Regions from separate parts of the Mus musculus genome. Here region 1 is linked to region 2. A link is a contact called in public Hi-C data. All regions are on one chromosome and are shown on one strand. The core of a region is the stretch at or near the end of the contact, and the rest is flanking DNA. Distances in the headings are between cores, read along the strand shown. Region 1 holds the start of Ankrd6 (ankyrin repeat domain 6). Region 2 overlaps Ankrd6 (ankyrin repeat domain 6).

What was found. Hi-C and Micro-C count contacts between places; a contact is called where the count stands out from the background.
Region 1: a contact with region 2 is called in a Hi-C map of nephron progenitors, with 2.1 times the contacts expected there. The contact joins the promoter of Ankrd6 here to the enhancer-like site in region 2. A contact is called at or near these places in 1 of 39 promoter capture datasets (macrophages), 8 of 484 Hi-C or Micro-C datasets (the N1E-115 cell line, cortical neurons, embryonic stem cells and 3 more), 5 of 115 datasets of contacts at active chromatin or transcription factors (embryonic fibroblasts, embryonic midbrain and embryonic stem cells) and 3 of 9 other capture datasets (adipose tissue, liver and pancreatic islet).

The regions. Positions count from the first base shown.
Region 1 is chr4:32,947,844-32,953,030 of GRCm38.p6, forward strand. Ankrd6 (ankyrin repeat domain 6) reads right to left here and starts at 2,983. Exons shown (of 16, transcript NM_001012451.1): 1 at 2,904-2,983.
Region 2 is chr4:32,913,403-32,918,757 of GRCm38.p6, forward strand. All of the region lies in intron 1 of Ankrd6 (ankyrin repeat domain 6), which reads right to left. Among named protein-coding and RNA genes, the nearest start is that of Ankrd6, 35 kb to the right of the region's middle. Within about 2 kb of position 3,484, at least 82 of the 459 cell types and tissues checked have an H3K27ac peak or open chromatin away from gene starts, as enhancers often do. A contact at or near this core is called in nephron progenitors, where this site is marked.

The DNA of each region.
Region 1 (5,187 bases), core at 1,733-4,232, 34 kb after region 2:
TTGTCATTCAGACACAGTAGGGAGGGAGGACTGCCATGAATCTGAGGCCAGCAGAGTTACATAGCAACACCCTGCCCGTACATAAATAAATACAGCACTGCAAAGATGGCTCGGGGTTAGAGTATTCTCTGCTCTTTCAAAGGAAGAGCGGCCACTTGCTCACAACCTGCTAACTCCAGTCTCCTGATCTCCATGGGCACTGCAAACACACACACACACACACACACACACACACACACACACACACACGGTGCACAGATTTACACAAAGGCAAAACACCCCCCCAAAAAAATCAAATATTATTTTATTTAAAATAAAAATCTCAAAAAATTTTTTTAATTAAATAAATAGAACTTTTACACACATCACTTTTTCAAGTGGAAGCTAAATACCTACCTAGTTGTTTTCACCTACCCACTCCTACCTACACCTAAGAATACCAGGACAAGCTAGCTCCCTTACACAGCAAAGACCCCAGGGCCTCTCCAGGAGGCTTTCCTTCAGGTGAGACTTCAGAGCTTGCTGTTCAACCGTCACTGAAGGGACTCTGACAGAGGCAGGAGGATCTCTGTGTGTTGGGTACACACAGACACCCTGTCTCATGGAAAAGAAAAGAAAAAAGGAACCACTGAAGGAGAGCTGTGTTTATCCTGAAGAAATAACAGTGACAGACAGAACACACTAAGGAACAAAGAGTTGTGGGGTAAAGCCATTGGGAAAGAACACTCGGCGTTTCACCCTTCAGAGCCCTAACAATGTTCTCTTGAGAGCTGTATTTAAAAAAAAAAAACAAAACCTTTTCCCTGAGACACAGGGTCACAAATTACTGTTTTCCAAATTCTTAGGGACTCAAGCAAGCTTTTAAAATTAAAGCCTCTAAGTGAGGGGAAGACACAGTTCTCTACACAGACTGAACACGCCCGAGTCCACCACAGGGAAACCACGGTCTCCCGCTCAAACTGTAAGCTTTCCCTGGCTTCCGCTTTCCTCTTGATATCCTGCTTTTAACTCGAGAATGCTCTAAATTGTTGTGGAAATGTGAAGCAAAGGGGGAATTAAGACGACACGCAGAGCAGTGATTTGATAGGGGTGGGGATGGTAACTGAAGGGTTCCTCGGCTGGGTAATGGGGTACTTGTGCCTGCTAGCTATTCTTGTATTCCATCTCTCTGAGCAAGAGTTCACAGAAGGCACCAGAATCTGTCTGGGTGGAGCAGAGGACTTTGGGAATTAGCTGTGTGCCACGTTGCTAAGCTGAGTTATAGCACAAGCTATTGGGCTTTCATATGGAAGATATCGGCTTTGGAAACACGGATGGGCTAAGGAGAATGCGAAGGTTAACATTTGGTCCTAGCTACCAAGGTCAAACAAGGAGTTAACAAACAAGGCTGGGTGTTTTGTTTTGAGGGCAGAATTTTGCTGTGTATCCCAGGCTAGCCTCAAACTAATGACCCTGCCTCAGCCTCCAGAGGGCTGGAATTACAGGCATGGACCCCCAGCCTGGCATTTTTATAATTTATTTATTCTAGCTGATGTGCATTGGTGTTTTGCATGCATGGCTGTGTGAGGGTGTTGGGTTCACTAGAACTGGAGTTGCAGATATTTGTGAAGTTGTGGGCTGCCACGTGGGTGCTGAGAACTGGCCCTGGGTCCCCTGGAAGAGATGCCAATGCTCTTAACTGCTGAGCCATCTCTCCAGCCCCTTGGGCTAGCATTTTTATTGTGATGGTTTTGATTTTAAAAATCAGCTTTGGTTAGACTTCTCAACAATTTATAACTAACTGTTGTCTGGTGTCCAATTTTCCCTCATTTTTTTTCTCAGACTGCTCCTTCCCTCAAGCTGAGAGGGCAGAAACCCCTCCTAATTGTAATATGAATTCCTAGTTTATTTATGTTGTGTGTGTGTGTATGAACCTCAGCCCATGAAGAGGTCAGAGGACACCACGACTGGTGAGAGAGTCAGTTCCACCTTGTCACACCTTCTGCGAATCAAACTCCAATTGTCTGGTGGCAAGAGTCTGCCAGATGAGCCATCCTCTGGCCATTGTATTCTCAGGATAAAACAAAACAAAACTTACTCACCATATGCTAAGTATACAATCAGGGTAACAAAGGAAGTTAATTATCCCAACTACTCACGTAACAGATATTTTAAAGATGAGAAACCGTTAGTCAGTATCAATCTGAACACTTGGGACAACCTCGCACCTGGGTGTGATTGGTCACTGTCCAAGTTCTTTCCATTACATTCAATCAGTATCAATTTAATACACATGGCTACCACCAGCCAAGAGCCTCGCCTCACAGGAACGATGCCCGCCATAAAGCCTGATGTCAACTTCAAGGTTATGTATGATGCTTTCAGTTCACAGCTCTAACTATTAAGGCTTGAAGACGTGGGTTTTCCAGTCGCACACCTAACTGGTGGTTTCACAACTCAGTCTCATGCCATCAAAGTGGTAAACACACACACACACCTTACCACCACGTGAATTCTCTCAATGCACTTCGGGGGAAACGTTCTTGGCCAGCTTCACAAAGTACAACTCCTTTTGGATCAGCCATAATGATCCCCCTTCTCTCCAGCTCCCCAAATCTACAGGAAGCGATACATTTCAATGCCCTAGGCAAGTAAGAGAATCCTGAGCCCGAAAGGCGGCGCACAAGGCCCTAAGGCCCCGCGGGACCAGCCGTGCTCCAAACGACCGTGGGAACTGCCCTTGCCCTGGGCTGCGGAAGAGTTTGCAGGGCAAGCACTTCCCCACACGCGCGACGTCGAGAGCGCCCGGAGCCAGACGGCCACTAAGGAGCGCGCCCCTGCCAGCGACGCCCCCTCCCAGTGTCCCCATGAGCGCTCCTGGAGGATTACTAGCACTCGCAGGAGCCGGCGACTATGCCCAGTACCTTTCGCTCCCGCGCCGGCCGGCCGCTCCGCACGGAGCTCGCGGGCCGCTGCGCTCCTTGCCCGCAGCCGCTCGCCCCACGCTCCACCGCGCGTGGCCTGGATGCCTGAGGGCCCCGCCGGCCCCGCCCCATACTCCACGCCACGCCCCTCGGGCCACGCCCCACCCGGCTGTCCGCAGGGCTACAGCGCCCCGCAGCGGCCGCTGGTCATTGCACACGATCCTCCCGAACCGCACATCCCGGAGGTGCGGGGTGGCTCCCACTGGGACCCACGAGCAGCGGGAGGACACCCGCGCTGAGGGCTGTTTCCTCAGCGGCATCGGGCACCAGGCGCACCAATTGGATGGACTGAGCGGAGAACCCTCCAGCCCTCCACCTGTGGCCGGCTTTCTGGAGCCGATGGAAACCGAGGAAGCTGCTGCAAAGAGAGGGTCGGGCATCCTCTCTCCCGCTGCTGCCTGGTGAAGGACCAGCAGGGACATCAGTCCTCACCCGCGGGTTCCAAGTACGCCTTACATACTGTTGTCTTGACTGTTTTTGTCTCTCACTGCCACAGCTACTTTTTCAGTACCTAAAAGAGCTCCCCGGGCAGCATAAACTAGGGGGTTACACTCCAACAAATGTCTGCAACATCTGGCCTATGTGAGCCTGCCTCAAGAAGAAAAGAAAAAGAACAACTTACTGAGCGATTTAGGAGTGTGGTAAGCCTGGAGCCTAATGTAAACAAAAGGTTACTTCAAAGAATGTGTTTATTTCAAATTCATAGCAGTCCCAATGACCAGGCTCAGATAATCAATGCTATTTCCAGCCTTATATGAATGCCATTCTACTCAAGAAAAATCTCATGGGGTTGGCTGCTCAGGACTTAGTGGGTAAAGTGCGCTCTGATGAAGCATGAGAACCCAAATTCAAATCCCTCAGCACCGATATACATATAAATGCAAGCAAGAAAGTTAACACACATACATGCACACATGCAGGCATGCATGCGCGCGCATGTGCATGCTCTCTCTCTCTCTCTCACGCACGCGCACACGCACACGCGCACACGCACACACACACACACACGATCTGATGACAAATGAGTGATGGAACCTTTTGCTCACAGAGGTGGAGAGGTCAGCAGGTAGAACGGTGAACATGACGCTTCGATCTTACCTGAGGCTGGTGATAAATTTACGGTGAAGCGATTTTTTTTTTTCACACCCTCTCTGGAATATAGCTGGGTTTCAAGGAGAGAACCTCCTTTTCCTTAGAGTATCTGTTTCCTTTTGCCTCCTGAAAGCTTCAAACAGGAGACACTCCAAAACCCCCTCCCCGCCCACCCTAGAAGAGAGTTAAGCACTTGATCCTCCGAAACTATTTGGGAATGCTCCCCCACTCTGCGCCCCCTACCACCCTCGCCGCCACCACCACCACCACCCACCACCCACCCCCAACCCCCGTCCGCCGTTCCCTCCCAGTCTCAGCAGCTGTTTTATTTAGCAAAGTGTGAAAACTCTTCTGGGAGAAATTTGTTTTCAATCTTGTCACTCCCAACCTGAAACTGTTAGGAGAGGCGCCTGTCCTGTCCCTACCCACTAAGAGCTCCAGGTTGCTCTGCGAGCAGGTCTCAACTAAACTCCAGAGCTCCCGACGTAAAGTATGTAAACGTGACATTTCAAAGTAATTATTTCTCTTTTATCCACAGTGAGAAATCCTCTCCCCTCCCTAAGGATTGACACGCAGTTAACAGTTGAGTGGGGGGAGGGGTTCTTCAGTGTTGTAACTCTCATGAAGGAACCATGATTCCTCCTGTAAACAGTCTCAGTGAAATTCATTGGATGGGTCGTTAAAATTTGAAAAATAAAAAGGAAAGAAATGAAAGAGGAGAAGGGGCTGGGTGAAAAATGGAGCAGCTCAGTGGAAGCAAATTGGACGAGAAAAAAACAAAAAACAAACAAAAGATCCAAAAACAACAACAACAACAACCTCCGCAAAACCACACACACAAAAAAAAATCCCGCCATCCTGCAAGATCCGTGAGTTCCCCTGGGAGCTGACTAGTCTGCATTTGTACCCAGACTTTGATTAATGGGAATTCCAGGCAGTGCCTGGGCTGTCGTGGAGATCTTATCTCCAAGGAGCCACAGTTTAGATGAACCAATGAAAAGAAACTCCTAAATCTCCCTGGATTTGAGGAAGGTCCCCAGCCCGCAGCTCCATTCTTGCTCCTTTGGAAGGAACAGCTGGCAGCCAGGCTTCTCTAACTGCCCTCCCACCCACCTTAGTTACTTTCCTATTG
Region 2 (5,355 bases), core at 2,234-4,733:
AATGACCCCTAAGCCTCTCCCTTAAAGGGGTTGGGTGCTCTAGAGCCCAACCCTGAGCTGCTCCTCGAGGAACCAGCAACGTGGCAGGAGCCTCACCTTCCTTCCTCTGGAAACATGGAAAACGTCCCTGAAGCACGGGATGACCAGCATCGATGGGAAGAGGGAGGAGCCATCACATGCTCGGTGATAAGCAACTCCCTGAGCCAGAATTCATGGCTGAGAAGTGGTGGGATGCAGGAGACGGGGAGCACACTACTCCCTTTGCCTCTGAGACTCCCCATCACAGGGCTCTAGGGTGGTGTCAGGCACTGCAGTGGGCACCACTGTAGCCTGCAGGGAATCTGTCTTCCTCTTGGATGAACCTGATACCAAAGGGAAGGCCTCGCTCCCTTCAAGGCTATAGAACCTTTAGGAAGTGGACCCTTGCTCCACTTGATGGCCATACTCCACTTCCAGGTCGCCTGCTGTCTGAGGTAGGGTTTCTGTGAGGAGACACCATGACCATGGCGTTGCTTATAAATGGTAACATTTAATTGGAGGCTGGCTTACAGTTCAGAGATTTCATCCTGTCATCCTCTCAAGAAGCAAGTTGGTAGACACGGTGCTGGAGAAGCAGCTGAAAAGTTCCCCACCTGAACCTGTAAGCCGCAGGACACTGACACTGGGCCTGGCTTGAGCATCTGAAATCTCAAACCCTGCCACGTGTGACACACGCCCTCCAAAAGGGGCACATCTCCAAATAGGGCTACTCCCTGTGAGCCTGTGGGGGCCATTTCCACACACATGTTCCAGTCCATGCTGACAGTTGCAGCTCTCATCTCTCAGCCTCCTGAGTATTTGTTACTTTTTTTGCCCCTGAGATAAAATACCGTGACCAAGGCAACTTATAGAAGGAAGAGTTTATTTGGGCTTATATATAAGTTCCAGAGGGAAGTCCAAAATGGTGGCAGAGTCATAATAGCAGGCCTTCTAAATTAGAAGTAATTTTTTGGTTTGGTTTTTAAACACTCTAATGATCACTGAAGGCAAATTTTCCAGCTAATAAGAGGGGTGGGGGGGTGGGGGGAAGAAACCCACCTAAAATCTCTTTTATATCAAAAGGAATGTAGGACCTTGAAAACTCATCCGAGGCAGGGAGTATAACGGGAGAGAGGCAGTACATCCTAAATTCTCCATATGTGAACACTTGACCAAACGATAAACCCCAGCCTCTGCTGGGACAAACGTCTTATCTGCATGCATCATAAACTTTCCAAAACTGAAACTTAGTACACATTTGTTTGCTGTCACTTGGACAAACGATAGGATTTCAAACTCCCCAGGGCAAGTTCCAGAAAGAGGAAGGGAAAGACACATGCCACCCATCCTGTCACACCGTGGTTGGCTCTGGCTACACAGTAACATCAGCCAGTGTCCTGCCGACTGGCTGTCCACAGGGCCCAGCTCTGATTCTCTTTAGCTCCTCACAGCCCTGAATAAGCTCAGCAGGCTATCGTACAGATGACTCCACAAGTCCTGCAGAAGGTACCGTCATTCATTCAGATAACATCACAAATGAAACTGCTTAGTACAGACAGGTGGGTAGACAGAAGGGAGGGAGGGAAAGAGTGGAGAGGGAAGGGAGGAGGCACTTAAGGGTTGTCAATCCCTCTCTTTAGTGTTCCTAAGGCTAGAGAAATGCAACTCTACCCTTTTCATTTTATACCTGAGAAAGGGGCTTTGTAAGATGTCTAAAAGGCCTAGGTGGCCACTGCTGTCTCCTGACATCCTCCCATCCTTACTGAGGGCCTGGAAATACACACAAGCACACACACTGGACCAGAGTTGGTGCCAGTTCTAACCCCAGCTCCATAACTGCTAGAACACGGTGACTTATGACACTCTGTAGCTCCGGGAGCTTTAGCACCCTCTCCCAGCCTCTGTGGTCACCAGGCAAGCACACGGTGTACAAACATACATGCAGGCAAAACACCCAAACATATAAAGTCAAACAAAAATTTTAAAATGAAGGAAAAGAGATGGGGGATGTGCCACAGGAGTGTGGGAACACGGACACAGAGGTACCAACAGAGGCAGAGACTAGAGTGACGTGGCCTCAAGCCAACAAACATGTGTGGCTACTACAAACTGAAGAGGTGAGGGCCAGAACTCCCCCACCCCCTTCTGGTGTGTCTGAAGACAGCTACAGTGTACTCATATAAATAAAATAAATAAATAAGAAACACAACCCAGTTAGGTTCCACAGTACACTCATCCCAGCTCACTACAGAACACAGATGGTCTTCTTCCTCCACAGGGGAGAATTCTCTAGAATCTGAACGTGTGAATCTCTGAAAGAGGCATGTGCTGGTACCTCGTTGAGGAGTATGCATTACTCCCCGGGGTTTAAAGGTCTTCCCTTCGATTCACAGGAATGACTAAACATAGCAACCTTCCAAAGAAATGAGCAGGAAAAGCCAACAGGAAGTACACATCGCAGAATTGTATTCAGTGAATAATGACAGTGTCCCTGCAGGGAAGATCTCTTCAGGGACCAATATCAGGACACATTTATACCGTCTCTGTATACACAAAAGACTTCAGCCATGTGGGAAATTAAAAAAAAAAAAAAGGTATGTGTTCTTTACTTGGTGATCTGATGCTCAGAGCCGTTACCTAAGAGGCAGGAACAATGGACTGTCACGTGATCCTTTATAAACAAGCTGTTAGTCACACCAGCACCAAGGCACGGCGTCATGCATGACAGCTCTGTGGAGGCCGCGCTCCTGCTACTCCCTCACACACTCTGTGCACAGGCTACATAGCTCAGCCACCCCTCCCTACCAGCGCTGTGTCTCCAGGGCCATGCCTTCACTCCAGAGATGCCCCCTGTAAGGAATTATTCTGGCTTCCTTCAGTGGTGGACTGTAATGTGGAATGAATGTAAGCCAGACAAACCCTTTCCTCCCCAACTTGCTTTTTGGTCATGGTGTTTTATCTCAGCAAGAGAAACCCTGAGACAAGTTGGTACCGGCATAGTGGGAGTGGGGTATTGCTGTGACAGACCTGGCCATGTTTTGGGGAGGCTTGTGGGAGGACACTGGAACTTGGGGCTAGAGAACCACTGGGTGTTGAGAGCTCGGTGAGCTGCTGTAGGAGCCTGGAAGCTAAGAATGCTGAGAGAGAGCAGTGAGGGCGGAGGCCTGGCTTGAAGAAGTGTCAGAGGGAAGCAAAGATTTCTGTGTGAAGTTCTGGCTAGCTGAAGAATCAGCTATGGTTAACAAGATACCAGAACTGCTAAAGTTAAACCTTTGCTTTGCTGGGATACTCAATGCTGGTCCACTAGAGCTGAGAAATTATTGGTGATTAAGAGGAGAGCAGCATCACTGAGGTGACATCTTCTGAGAAGTGTTTCTTCAGAGGCAGCACACAGAAGCTGTGTACCAGAGGCAGCCAAGGTTGTATGCACCTCACACTCACAGCCAAACCTGATAGTGTGAGCCTCACCCAGGTGGAACTGGTTTTGAAGGAATGAGAGGGTCATGGAGAGCAGCTGATACTTGGCACTGTGAGAGGCCAGGAGAGGCCACTGGGGAAGGTCGAAGGTCCAGGATTAAAGGAGTCATTCAGAGAAGTTGAGGCTTGGTACTATGAGAGGCTATTGGTGAAAGTGCAGGCCAACTGCGGAAAACCCCAGCATTTTGGAGATGCCAGTGCTATGGGATAACTATGAGAGAACAGCAGCAGTGGTGGAGTGGAGCCTGCCTGAGCTGAGAAGATGAGCTGTGTGTGCTGCAGAGGGTGGAGCCAGATAAGCGACCCAAGCCCCTTGGGAGGAGCCCAGACACTGGACAGTCCATTAGCTACACTGCTGGGTATAACGTCTTGTTGTTTGACTTTGTTCAGATTGTGACCGTGCCCTAGTTCTTCCAACTTGAAGTAAGAAATTTATTTTTGATTTTACAGTTACGAGACTTTTAACTTTTAAAAAAAAATTGGGGTGAGGGTTTACAGAGAATTTGGATTTTAAAAGAGTGTATATTTTTATAAAGACAACTTGTAAAAAGCATTTGAATTTGGAAGGCTGTGGGACTTTTTAAGTTCGTAAACCATAGTCACCCGAAAGGAGAGCGTCTCAATGGGGGAAGGCAAGAACAGGTTCCTGCTGGTTGTCTGACGTGCAGCAAAGCACAGAAATGAAAGCAAATACATGAAAATGTAATTTTAAAAAAATTAAAGATATTTGGGGCCAACTGTGCTAAGTTCCATCACCCTCCCGTGTGCATGCCCTCCCTGCCCATGGAGGACCGGGCTGTATAGATTTCCAAGGTTCTGCATGAGAAATTAGCCCAAATTCAGTGGCTTACATCAACAGAAATTTCTTCTCTCCCATTCTGGAGTGCAGAACTCTGAAAGCAAGATGTCAGCAGGCCCTGCTCCCACTCCATGCTAAGAGTACCCCAGCACTCTTCAACCTGCAGGGCCAGCATTCCTAGCCACATGGCTTCCACTTCTACAACATGTGTCAAAGCCCCCACCCCCACCACCGCCTCTTTTTAGAGGACACTTTTCATGGGATTTAGTGTTCACACAATCCAGACCACATCCTCATTCCATGATCCTTACCTGAATAACATATACAAAGTCCCTTCCCACAGATGAAGGAGCGAGGCTTGTTGGTTAGACACAGACATCTGTGGAGAACAGCAGGCAAATGAAATCTGTCCCAAGAAGCCCACCTGGCCTTGTGTTCTGAACTCCAGCAGCTGGCTTCTGTCTGCTCACAGGCACAATATGCACTGCAAGGCTGAGCTCCTTGTACCTTCTTAGGGTCTGATCTCTAGGCTGCCACCTCCCCCTCGAGCCAGCACTCTGTGTCACAATGGTCTTTGGTGCCCGTCTTCCCCACTGTCACCTGAGCACGGCAAAAGCAAGATCTGCTCTTATCCATCTGTACACCCAGCCTGAACACACACATATAGATAATAAGGGGCGCAATGTCAGATGTTTGTCGGATAAAATGCGGATTGATCTGTAGCACGCACAGGAACCATACGGCATATTCTGCTGACAGAGAACACTCTGGAAGACCACATACCAGGGAGATGCAAAATAACAAACTCCTGAGGGTAACATTTTAGGCACAGGTGATGCAGTAAGCAGTCTAACTTAAACCTCTCTGGGTCCTTCAGGACTCACAGAGTGGGAAAGTCAGACAGACACTCACTGTCTATAGCAGTATCAATCATAAGCAAATGGCTTCCTGAATGGCACTCCCTTCTGCTCCGTGGAGAGCAAAGACAAAGGCTTTATTCAGGGGCATTCAGACTGAATTACCATCTTCACTTAAACCCTCCTCTTAGACAGAGCTGTCAG